Linked DNA regions of Mus musculus: region 1 is linked to region 2. A link is a contact called in public HiChIP or PLAC-seq data. All regions are on one chromosome and are shown on one strand. The core of a region is the stretch at or near the end of the contact, and the rest is flanking DNA. Distances in the headings are between cores, read along the strand shown. Region 1 has its middle 43 kb from the start of 4933412E24Rik. Region 2 overlaps Nsmce2 (NSE2/MMS21 homolog, SMC5-SMC6 complex SUMO ligase).

What was found. HiChIP or PLAC-seq counts read pairs in DNA pulled down with a chosen protein or histone mark.
Region 1: a contact with region 2 is called in a CTCF HiChIP or PLAC-seq map of the NIH/3T3 cell line, with 7 read pairs. The contact joins two enhancer-like sites. A contact is called at or near these places in 2 of 15 datasets of contacts at CTCF or cohesin (the NIH/3T3 cell line and pro-B cells), 1 of 484 Hi-C or Micro-C datasets (embryonic stem cells), 5 of 115 datasets of contacts at active chromatin or transcription factors (the NIH/3T3 cell line, bone marrow-derived macrophages and embryonic stem cells) and 2 of 9 other capture datasets (adipose tissue and embryonic stem cells).

What each region holds. Positions count from the first base shown.
Region 1 is chr15:59,970,571-59,976,155 of GRCm38.p6, forward strand. No RefSeq gene overlaps it. Among named protein-coding and RNA genes, the nearest start is that of 4933412E24Rik, 43 kb to the right of the region's middle. Within about 2 kb of position 4,236, at least 30 of the 459 cell types and tissues checked have an H3K27ac peak or open chromatin away from gene starts, as enhancers often do. A contact at or near this core is called in the NIH/3T3 cell line, where this site is marked.
Region 2 is chr15:59,387,790-59,393,924 of GRCm38.p6, forward strand. All of the region lies in intron 2 of Nsmce2 (NSE2/MMS21 homolog, SMC5-SMC6 complex SUMO ligase), which reads left to right. Among named protein-coding and RNA genes, the nearest start is that of Nsmce2, 17 kb to the left of the region's middle. Within about 2 kb of position 4,427, at least 78 of the 459 cell types and tissues checked have an H3K27ac peak or open chromatin away from gene starts, as enhancers often do. A contact at or near this core is called in the NIH/3T3 cell line, where this site is marked.

The DNA of each region.
Region 1 (5,585 bases), core at 2,986-5,485, 580 kb after region 2:
GCAAATAAATTAAACAATATAGAGTAGAGACCTACATAGTTTGTTTTTCTCCTGTGCTTTTTGTATCTGAATCCATAATGTTTAATATCTCTTAGTCTTCTTCTCATGTTCTTCCTGGGGTTAGGACTCTGTCACAGAATAATATAACTTCCATAACTCGATGTGATCAAAACTGTCTTAGGCTCATTTGCTCTGGGTAGTCTCTTCCAGTTTTCTCAAGTTGCAGTGACTTAGAAGTGGGCAATCTCTTTAGCAATTAAATGTCTCCTAGTTTGAACAGCTTGGGGTCTGGCATATTAGGAAGTATTCAAAACTTACTTATAAGATATGGCTTACAATAGTGTGGGTGTTTGATGTCTGCAGATGGGATGGATTCCTAGGTGGGGTGGTCTCTGGATTGCTTTTCTTCAGTTTCTGTTCCAGTGTTTGTCTCTGTCTTTCCTTTGGACAGGAACATTGCTGGGTTAAAAATTTTCAGATGCGTGGGTGGCCAAGAAGTGATTGCCAACAGGAGCCTAGTATTGCTGTTCCCTGAGAGGCTCTACCAGCACCTGATCAATACAGATGCAGATAATCACAGCCAACCATCAGACTGAGCCTGGGAACCCCAATGGAAGATCTAGGGGAAGGACTGAAGGAGCTGAAGGAGATTGCAATCCTGTAGGAAAAACAATATCAGCTAACTAGACCACCCAGAGCTCCCAGGGACTAAAGCACCATCCAAAGTATATACACGGAGGGAGCCATGGCTCCAGATACTTATGTAGCAGGGGGTGGCCTTATTTGACATCAATGGGAGGGGAGGCCCTTGGTCCTATGGAGGCTTGGTGCTCCAGGGTAGGGGGAGCACCCCGTCAGAGGCAAAGTAGATAGGGAAGAGGGAGGGTAGGTTTGTGGAAGGGTATCCGGGAAGGGGGATATCATTTGAAATGCAAACAAATGAAATGATTAATAAAAAAGATATGGCTTTCATCTACTCCGCTGTGTGTTTTTCGTAACTAACCTTGACAAGTCATTGGGTTCCTCCTCTGCATTTCCTGAGAGTAATGATATTTTCCTGAGTGTAAAGAGCCTACTTCATAAGACTGATGTGAAAATTTAAAAAAAAAAAGATGTTGATTTTGTAAACTGCAAACATTAGAGAAATGCCTGTTGACTTAACTGATGCAGACTTTTGACCAGATGCTTAGCAATGCCTTTTTTTGTTTTTGTTTTTTTTTGTTTTTTGTTTTTTTTTCTTCTATAGGGTAGCATAGCTGAAGCAAAACAGAACTGTCAAAAGCTGGGTACTCTGAGTGCATGGGTCATAATTCCCAAGCCCCACCATGAATCCCCATCTATACAAGCCTAGCCTATGAGTAGATGGTTTTAGGAAAGATGGAGAAAGAGAGACACCAGACGTCCCAACAGAGCATCCACATTTTAAGCCTTCCGTGTGCCTGATTCACGGGCAGAGCAATTGAAGTGTAATGCTGATGAAGGGTCTATGCCCTCATCGAGATGCAAAGGGAGGCGTCTTGATTTGTGGTGTTAGACCGATTGGGTAAAGACTATGGCAAGAGTGAGAGTGGCGGAACCTTAGGAGTCTAAAGCTTTGTACCAACAAAAGTTCCTAGAGAGAAAGGTTGTATTGTGGTCTAACAAGGGAATGAGGCAGCAAGAGCGGAGGCAGTGAAGGGTCACTACCTTCCAGTGCAGTGGGGGATCATGACGGGCTGAAAGGGAAGGACCGATAGCACTCAGTGTCTCCATTGCGGATCCAGCGGATTAAGTGGGAGAACCTGGGGAGGGAAGCAGAGGGCTGAACTGTCAGGCTTCTTGGCACTGTTCATGAGCAGACTGGGGTTTCCTCTTATCCTAAGCCTTCTTTCAGCTAGATCTTTATGTAGATGATACTCAAAATCTATCTGTTCTAAAATTTTTTTTCTATTGGTTATTTTGTTTATTTACATTTCAAATTTTATCCCCCTTCCCAGTTTTCACTCCGAGAGCCATCCTCCCACCCCCTTCCCCTGACTCCATGAGGGTGCTCCTCCACCCACGCCCACTTCCGCTCCACTGCCGAAGCATCCCCTATGATGGGACATCTAGCCTACTCAGGACCAAGGACCTCCCCTCCCTCTGATGCCACACAGGGCCATCCTCTGCTACATGTGCAGCTGGAGTCAAGGGTCCCTTCATATGTATTCTTTGGTTGGTGGTTTAGCCCCTGGGAGCTCTGGAGGGTCTGTTTGGTTGATATTATTGTTCTTTCTATGGGGTTGCAAACCGCTTCATCTCCTTTAGTCCTTCCCCCAACCAAAATATGTCTTTAGTGGATACCACTGTGAACTTTCAAAGACTGCAGGCATCTGACTGGTCAAAACTCCACTTCCTGTCTTTTGAGTCTCTCTAACTCAACATATCTTCAAACACAACATTAGCCAAACATGCAATTTGATCCTAGTCTTTCATTTCTTGGGTCATTTTATGATTCATATATATTCACTTGCACAAGTCACTTCCTGGCTCTTTATTCAATAATTGATTTAGTTCATTTTTTTCAGCTCTGACCATTTTCCTAAACTATTCTGATTCAGACTGGATTTCTTCATTTATCATTCAGCCAAATCCCTGATTGGCATGCTGGTTGGCTTCTCTTCATCTTCTGTCCCAGTTCCTTATTTTATCTTCAGGTAGATGATCAGAGGATCATTTGGAAAGGCAACGTTAATTCAGCCCTTTGTGGTCTTGCGTTGCTAGTTAGGGCAGGGCTGAACGCTTCAGTGTGGCTGACGTGTATGTGTATGTGGGTACCAAATCTCCTTCTAGTTTTCAGAGTTAGGGTTTCCAGTTCTCCAGGTCTCAGCTCACTAAGAAGGTTCATTGCATTCTTGCGCCTGGGCTTTTCCTCTATGTGTTGGTCAGCGGCAGAGACTCCTTTTACCTCTTCATCTAGTTAACCCTTCCCTTTACAGGCCACTCCAGAGAATGGCAGTATGAAGAATCAAACTCAGAGTCCTTCTACGCTCTGTTTCCCTAACTCCTTGGGCATCCATACTTCTCAGCATATTTATCCAGCTTTTGACACCCATGACATAAAACCTAGGAGATGCTCAGAAAATAATCATTTAGCAACTAAATAACTATGAAACTGAGACCACTGCTTTGCAAGGATGGCAAGGAACTCATTTCTGCAGCGTTCTTTCCAATGATTTGTCAAACCTCCCCGTTAATAGGCCAGATGGAATCACAAGCCAGACATCTAAGATTGTTAACAAAACAGCACATTTCTTTCTTTCTTCTAAAACTAATTACTGGCTGCTAAATATTCAAACATACATAGGAAAAAAAAACCCAGCTCATTACATTATGTTAAGAAATAAATTACTATTCCTAATTGCTTCTAGTAGTTAATTACTTCTAATTATTAGTCCGAGTAATAAATTACTGCTTCTTGTTATGTTGTGGGCACGGTCGGAGCATTCACAAATGCCGTTCTCAGTGTTGTTTACATCAGAATGTGTTTACAGAATTATAGAACCGTAATTACCCAGAATAGCTGGTACCATGAAATAATCAACATTTGATAAATTCAATTGAAATATGTTCCTTTTTTTGTCTGCTTATTTAGAAGATCAGACATCAAAATGAGAAACAATGCTTGACTTTCCCAGTCTCCTCAGGGAGCAGAACACATGTTAAAATTGAGGGTTTTGTTTTGTTTTGGTTGAATGAGAACTAAATTAGAATTCTTTCTGTTATTTTATACAAGAGGAATTTACAGGCCCCTAATAGGGCAGAAATGAGGTTACACTCCCAGCATACAATTCACAGGATGGAATGAATTATGGCTACTTCAAAAGAGTTGTATGAAATTTTGAAGAGTCCAGAAATATTGTTTTTTTTTCTTTTGTAACAGATGTACAGTACACAAGCAGAGTCTATAACTTAGGAATTTCCAACTGTCTGACCCAGATCTGTTGTCTTATTTGGTGGTTTGAGAAGAGCTTGATAAAAGATAGTAGCCACAGCGTTTCCCTCCCTATCAAATAGGGAATAATAAAACATGAGGTATTTCAGCATTTCCTCCACTTTTCCTCACTCTGTTCTCGTCTCCTTTGGTAAATGTTAATTGCTCCATGTGTCAGGTGAGGAAATTGAGACTCAGAGAAGCACTTACGCAGTACAAAGTCACACAGCTCTGTCCACAGGATTCAAATGTGTGTAGGCGGATGCCGGTACACATGCTTTTGATTTTAGTATCCTGTAATTCTTCTTTTATGGCAGTGTGATTAATGGGTCAAACATCCAGGTCACATAGTCAGGCACATCTGAATCTTTTCTACTGCCATTGCTCTGTGTCTTTGGGAGACTTTCTTTAGGCATATATTTGATAGTTTAGTATATATATATATGTGTGTGTGTGTGTGTGTGTGTGTGTGTGTGTGTGTGTGTGTGTGAAAGTGTATGTTATAGCATCTATAATATATGTAATCAAACTACTTTATTAGTTATTTTGATAATCAACTTAGATTATGCTGCAAGCTAAGGCCATACAGAAAATATTATCTATTTTTACTAGTACCATGAGGCCAAAATGAGTTGAAATGAATCAAAACATTTTTAAGCAAGTGGCTTGGCATAGCTGCTAAGCTTTATTGCAAATGGAATCTTTAAGTATTCAGAGTGTAGAGTGCTCCTTATGAAATTAATATGAACCACCATGATGAGCAACTAATTAAGCAGTGTGTCCAAGGGAATTAACCAAAGAAAGAAAAGGAGAAAAACATTTGGTTGCCATCAGAGCATGTGAACAATTTGTAAGCAAAAATAAAAATGGCTTTGATCTAAAGCAGCTCCAGACCAGCACAAACATGCTGGGACATTCCTACTGAATACCAGAGCCCACTGTTTCTTTTCTACTTCTGCTTTGTAACTTCGCTGTTCAGGCAATGATCCACAGACAAATAATCTGGAAAAGCAAACATTCGGAGCAGAGGGGTGACATCATTCCATCTGAGTTTTAAAGTAACACTGCCCACTGTGTTGAGAATAGATTGCAGAATGACTGACAACATGGGAAACAGGAGGCAGAGGGGTCACCATAGCCAGCTAAGGAAACAATGCGCTATTGTGGTTACTCTGGAAAGGATAAGAATTGCTTTAGGTGGAATTGATTCAAATTTTAAAAAATATGATTTATTCATTTTATTTTATCTGTGAATATTTTACCTGCAGTAGTGGTGTGTGTGTGTGTGTGTGTGTGTGTGTGTGTTAGGATGTTATGAGCCACCATTTGGGTGTTGGTAACCAAACCTGGATCCTCTACAAGAGTAATAAGTGACTTTAACCACTGAGCCATCTGTCTAGTCCTGGAATTCACTTTAAAGTGAGAAGTATAAGATGCACTAGTGGTTTCTATTAGGGAGAGAGAGGAAGAAAAGGGGAAAGTGGGAGAGAAAGCGAAGTGGGGAGAGACAGAGATAGGCACAGAGTCATAGGTTCACACATACACACACACACACACACACACACACACACACACACACACACACACACAGAGAGAGAGAGAGAGAGAGGGAGAGAGGGAGAGGGAGAGAGAG
Region 2 (6,135 bases), core at 3,177-5,676:
GAAAAGAGGAAGAAAGGGTCAGCATCTCAATTCCCATTCAAGACCATAGCACTAGCAACCGAAGCACTTCACAGTCTTTCAAAGGTTCTACAGCTACCCATGATGCCTTCCACGTGCACCCATTTAAAACACAACAGCTTTTGGGAGCATTGATTATCCAAACTGGAGCAACTGCTCTTAGTGATTTGCCCAGCACAGTCTGCTGTGCTTTCTGTAGTTCTTAATCAGTTTATGGAGTTTGTAGTATTTTAGGTTAAAAATGAGAAAACCTAAGTCAAAATGCTATTTTTTGGATGGGCATAATGGCTAATGAACAGCTAACGTGTTTGAGCTAGCAAAGATGGCAAAGGTCCCTACACTGTCCAGCACAGAGCCTTGTGAGTCTTGTGAGGACAAGAGGCAGTGGGGGAAGGTGTTAGAGATTGTTAAGAGAAGGTTTGAAAAGGAAAAGAGAAAAGCTGTTGGAAATATCAGTGTAGGCCGTTCTTAAAGTGTTGGATTTAACTAGCTGTTTCCTGCGAGTCTGGGCATATGCATTGATAGGAAAAATAGAGGCAAAGTAGTAAAGCAAGTCTCTGATGCTCTCGTGTATTTGAGGTGTGGGCTATAAGCCACATGGCTCTTCACAGTTATTTCTCTCCACAGTGACCTTCTTGTTCTGTACCAAGTGAATTAAAACAGTGGGAACACTGAAGTACACTGTGGGCCTTGTTTTACTGAACCTTGATGTTTTCTAAGTTGATATTTAAGGAATTGTGAAGATTTATGTTCTGCCCTCATGTATGCCTGCTTGCCAGAAGAGGGCACCAGATCTCAGTATAGATGGTTGCTGGGAATTGAACTCAGGATTCTTAACCTCCGAGCCATCGCTCCAGCCCTGTTCCTTGTGTTTTTAGCCACAGTAATGGGCTACCTATCCTTTCATACTGATAGCAGTTAATGCTTTGCTTTTGTTCCATGTAGCTCTTTAATTTAAATGATTTCTTTGTAGGTATGTTGGTTATTTTAATGGTAGGAACCCCTTAAAATGGACTTTCTGGGGACAAAGCCCTCTGGTGCTCATTAAGTACCTTAAGAGTTTGGAACCACTATAATGCATATCAGGTGTCGAACTATGTAAATAGGGTGGTAGATGGCCTGGGGAGGGGGAGAGGGCAGCTCTAGCTCTCTTGAAACTCACTCTGTAACCCAGGCTGGCCTCAGAGTGAGAACTGCCTGCTTCTGCCTCGGAGTCCCAAGCACTGGGGTTAAAGGTGTGCACTACCACACTGGATTTGTAAATGGCTTTTGAGGTTGTTCCTTAATAAGATATGTTTGGATCTATAATGAAAAATGAGTTACTGTTTACAGTTAGAAAATGAGCTCATTTATTAATGAATAAAAATCATTTTAGAGACTTTGCACTTGAGGACCAGAAGTCTCTAACTTGAGAGTGCATCAGAACTACCGAGAGGCCTCATGAAAGTAGATGACTGGTATTTACCTCCACAGTTTCAGTAATTCTGAATAGTGCCGGAATTTGCATTTCCAAGATTCCCAGGTGCTGCTAATAGTCTAGGGACTACTACAGTTTGAGAAAGTTAGACCAGTCAGTCTGTCCCATGCTGTAGGAGACCTGCCTGCCACTAGATGGCATCAGAGCACTTTTTAGAGCATAGTCATTGACCTAAGTCTTAAGTCTCTTGATCAGAGTGAGTGAGTTAGTTAGTTAGTTTGTTTGTTTGTTTATTTATTTATTTATTTATTTATTTGTTTATTTTGGTTTCTCCAGACAGGGTTTCTCTGTATAGCCCTGGCTGTCCTGGAACTCACTTTGTAGACCAGGCTGGCCTCGAACTCAGAAATTCACCTGCCTCCCGAGTGCTGGGATTAAAAGGCATGCGCCACCACGCCTGGCGATTTGTTAACTTTTATAATCACTTTAAAATACATACATATTCATAATTTTGTCCTTTTTTCAGTTGAAACAATGTAGAAGGTTAAAAGTGTGAAACACACTGCCCGTTGGCTTTTTTTTTTTTTTTAATGGAGATTTTATTTCCCTTATTTGAGAATCTTAAGTGTTGGGTACATCAAAACCAATTTCTGGGATGAGGGAAAAAAAACAGAACCCACAATAGAAAAAAAAGTTATTGTCTGGGTCACAACAGAACCCAGAGAATATATTCTTATAATTGAAAAATTATAGGTGCTTCATAAATTGACCTTCTGATACAAAATGACCTATTGAATTTGCAACTTGGTTCTTGGTGTGGAGGTCCACAGACAACTAGGCGGTCTTCAGACCTTAGCTGGATGCCACGAGCGGTTATTTGGCTTTCCACTCTTTTTTTCTTGTCTAAGAGGCAGCAGCAGCAACAGTGCTTCTTTACAGTGTTGATCGGTTCCCTTTTAAAGGGCTCTCGGAAAAGTGTTTTTGACTGTTTTTTTGCCTCTCCTCTTTCTTACCTTGGAGTCTCACTCCATACATTCCAGCTGTGTCACCACCTCCAGATGTTTTACTCACTGATGACCTAAGAGCTAGATGGTTCTCTACATGGTGGTTCTGGGGAGAGGTACTGGCTTGCTCTGTTCTGTGTGCTAAGCTCTCCTGTTCACAGTAGCATGTTTTATTTTGAAATAGCAAAACTTCCTGATTTTTTTTTTTTTTTTTTGGTTTTTCGAGACAGGGTTTCTCTATATAGTCTTGGCTGTCCTGGAACTCATTTTGTAGACCAGGCTGGCCTCGAACTCAGAAATCCGCCTGTCTCTGCCTCCCAAGTGCTGGGATTAAAGGCTTGCGCCACCACGCCCGGCTCTGATTTTTTTTTTTTTTAAACAGACTATGTATAGTACCTAAATACTGTTTGGATTTTTCTAGACCTTTGACAATGCTTTTGCTATTGATTCTTTTGTTTTCTTCTCAGCTTTTTTTGTTTTGTTTTATTTTGTTTTTGTTTTTTTTTCTTGACCTTTGGAGCTGGGGCTTCAGTTAGATTTCAGTGATCAAACTTCGGATAAAAAGGACTAAAACAGATAAAAAGAAGAAAAAAAAAAAGAAACAAACAAACAAGTAGGAGTCACTCAGTAAAAAGCCAGGCCAGCACCAAATCATGTCTCTGGCCATTGGCAAGAACTGATGCTGGCTTAATGCTATGCAGAGATGACAACAGAGGCAGAAGTAGAACTGACATGAGGAGCCTTTTGTGAAGCACTGTAGTCCTCTTTTAATGACATAAAGTTTTAATGTCTTGTGGTCAGAGGGAAGGAGCTTTTATGAGGACGACACGTAGCACAGCTGAAAGCAGCTTGATTCTTCTAGAGATCATTACCCACACTGTTCTTTCCCCGTTACAGACGAAGTCCTGTATTCATGCTGTGCGTTTCTGTATACCATTACTTATGTGTACACGTGCAGCCTGATAAAACTACAGTGTTTGCCACATGTGTAATTTAAAATTTTCTACTGCCCTTCTTTCATAAAATATGGAGGAAGGAGAGATTTGTAATGTTTTATTTAACCTAGTGTATCTGAAACTATTTTTCGGGACCAGAGAGATGGCTTTATGGGTAAGAGGATTGGCTGCTTTTCCAGAGGACCTAGGTTCAATTCCTATAACCCAGGCTATACCACACCTGCTTCTACACTAGACACTACTCATGTCCATAGTATATCCGTAGACATAATGCAGTCAAAACATCTATACACACAAATATAATTTAAAAAGTAAATAAAGATAAAATATTTTTATGTGTCATAAATATGAAAGCTCCTAAGGAGTTCTTTTGACACAGCGTGGGCACTGAAATCAGAATCCTACAGTACACTAGACTCCAGACTAGCCACACTGCTTATGCTTATTGGTCACATATAACACTTTATGAGATGACAAAAGACACATAAGGGTTATTTCACTTCTCTGTGACAGAGTAAGAAATAAGAGATGGCCAAATCAGCTAGATCTGCAGCTCTTTAGCAGTTCTGGTGAGTCTTCCAATCAAACCGGTGGAAGAATGAGACACTCAGTTTCTCCTGCACTCTCCTCTGCTGAAACTGTGGCTAGTATTTTAGGGTTTTCCCCAAATTGTTTAGCCAGCTTAAAATAAAAAGTGCATTGTTTCTGAGGATCCTGTTACATTTGCTTCTGTATAAAATGTTGTGTGTTCATTTGAATCCACATCTACAGTTCTTCATATTTTGTAGCTGATGTGGTAAATCAGTTTCATATGCTGTTGGGCAAGCTGGAAGGTTAAGCCTCTTAACTTCGGCAGCCAGCATATTCTAGTTGCTGTAAACAATTAAGCCTGTCAGCAGTTGACCTTGGGAATGCTAATTTGCTTGTCCCTGGGTGCCGCCTCAGGCCCTGGCTTTCTCTCTGTGGGTGGGAGTTGTGAACCTGGTTTGGAGAAGAACTAGAGGCATTTGAGGCCAGCTCCAAACAGATGTGCTTCTTGCTTCACTTTTGCATGTGACCACAGTTGCAAGAGGCATATTCTTGCATGTTTTTTTTAAGGCCTGTGGAATCAGAGAGCAAAGTTGAAAGGCAGCTTCTTTACCTTTGGATCTGTTCTTGCCCTTCAGTAGAGTCCTCATCTGTCATGGCGAAGGTTGATTTAAAACCAGCAGTCTTTTTCATTGGGGTTCACTGTGCGTCTTAAACTTACAAGAAGAGTTGAAAGCCACCTTTTATCACACACACACACACACACTCCTTGCTTTGTGATTTTTTACTGACAGGGTCTTACCATGTAACCCAGGCTCGCCTCAAAGTTACTACCCTCCTACCTCATCCTCCAGAAGGCTGAGATTACAGGAATCCATAAGCACACCTGGTTTCGTATTCATGGCAGTTATTTTGTGTCTGGTCAAGAATAAGGCGAATAATTGAGGAGAAGGGGGTGCTAGCTGGGAAGTTATACTCACTGAGAAGTTCTTCATGGGCTCTCTGTAAGTGTGCATACCTGAGAGAGGAAGGTTGAGAGTATTTATTCAATTCTAAATTAATTACTGCCATTGTAAACTGGTGACGGCAGCAGTGACCACTTTAACCTGAAGATGAAGATTTCACTTTTCTTCTGGACTGCGTGTTAGGTTTTTGGGAGTGAGAAGAGAATGGTATTCAAGAAAGAGACGTATTGAGTTCAGTTGTCTTTAGGACAGGGTATTTATTAACAGCACAGCCTGTCCTGTGGTCCCACCCTGATGCCATAGCTTTAGTCCTGCCAGACAAAGGAAGGTGCCTATACTTAAAGGTTTCAGAGAGATGGGGGAAATCCTATACTGTGTGGAAGGAGGCCTCGTTAATATGTGACTTGAGCTAGATGACTCGGACCACAGTCAGGGTGTTTTAGATTGTGACTAGCATTGGGGAAGAGGCAGATTTGGCTCTGTGTGAGGGCTGTGTAAGGGCAACAACTTACAGGGCTGGCTCATTAGCTCTTAGCTATAGCATCTGCACCTGGAGACTCTGGGTTCTGATATAGTGCTTAGGCAAAGTACAACATGATACTGTACAGTACAGTACAGTACTGTAGAGTATCATATAAAACTTATTTAAATTGTTTATTTGAACTTGTTTGGTTTTCATTATTAGGTAATTGTTAATTTTTTAAAAAATTGATTGATCACCAATTACTTCTTGGCCCATGCTTTGAAAAGGTTAATTAGCAGCTACGGCAAATAAGAATAAATGCAAAGATTGGGAAAGCTACGTGGTAGTAAGCAAGGTATTTCTAATTAGTAGATTATTGGTATGTGTGACAGAAAAAAGAATCAGACCTCTTCCTTTACGACAGAACCCCGGTCTATATGTCAGGATGCACACATCTCTTACAAAAGATGTATAGGTGATCTATGATTAACAATTATTTGTATGCATGAGTGAGTATGAACATGGGTAAGTGCATGTGCAGTGTTCCAGAAAGAACACTGGCCCCTCTGGAGCTCTGTGAGGTGATTGTCAGCTGTGTAATGTGCGTGCTGGGAACCAAACTTAGGACCTCTGCAGGAGCAGTGTGTGCTCTTACCCACGGAGCAACCCCCTCTCTAGACTCTGTATTTATGCATCTCAGTTATCAATAGCTATCTCAATAGATTGTCCATGTTTGATCATTTCTTTCCCCATGACCACAGACAGCACTTGGCACTTCCTCTCC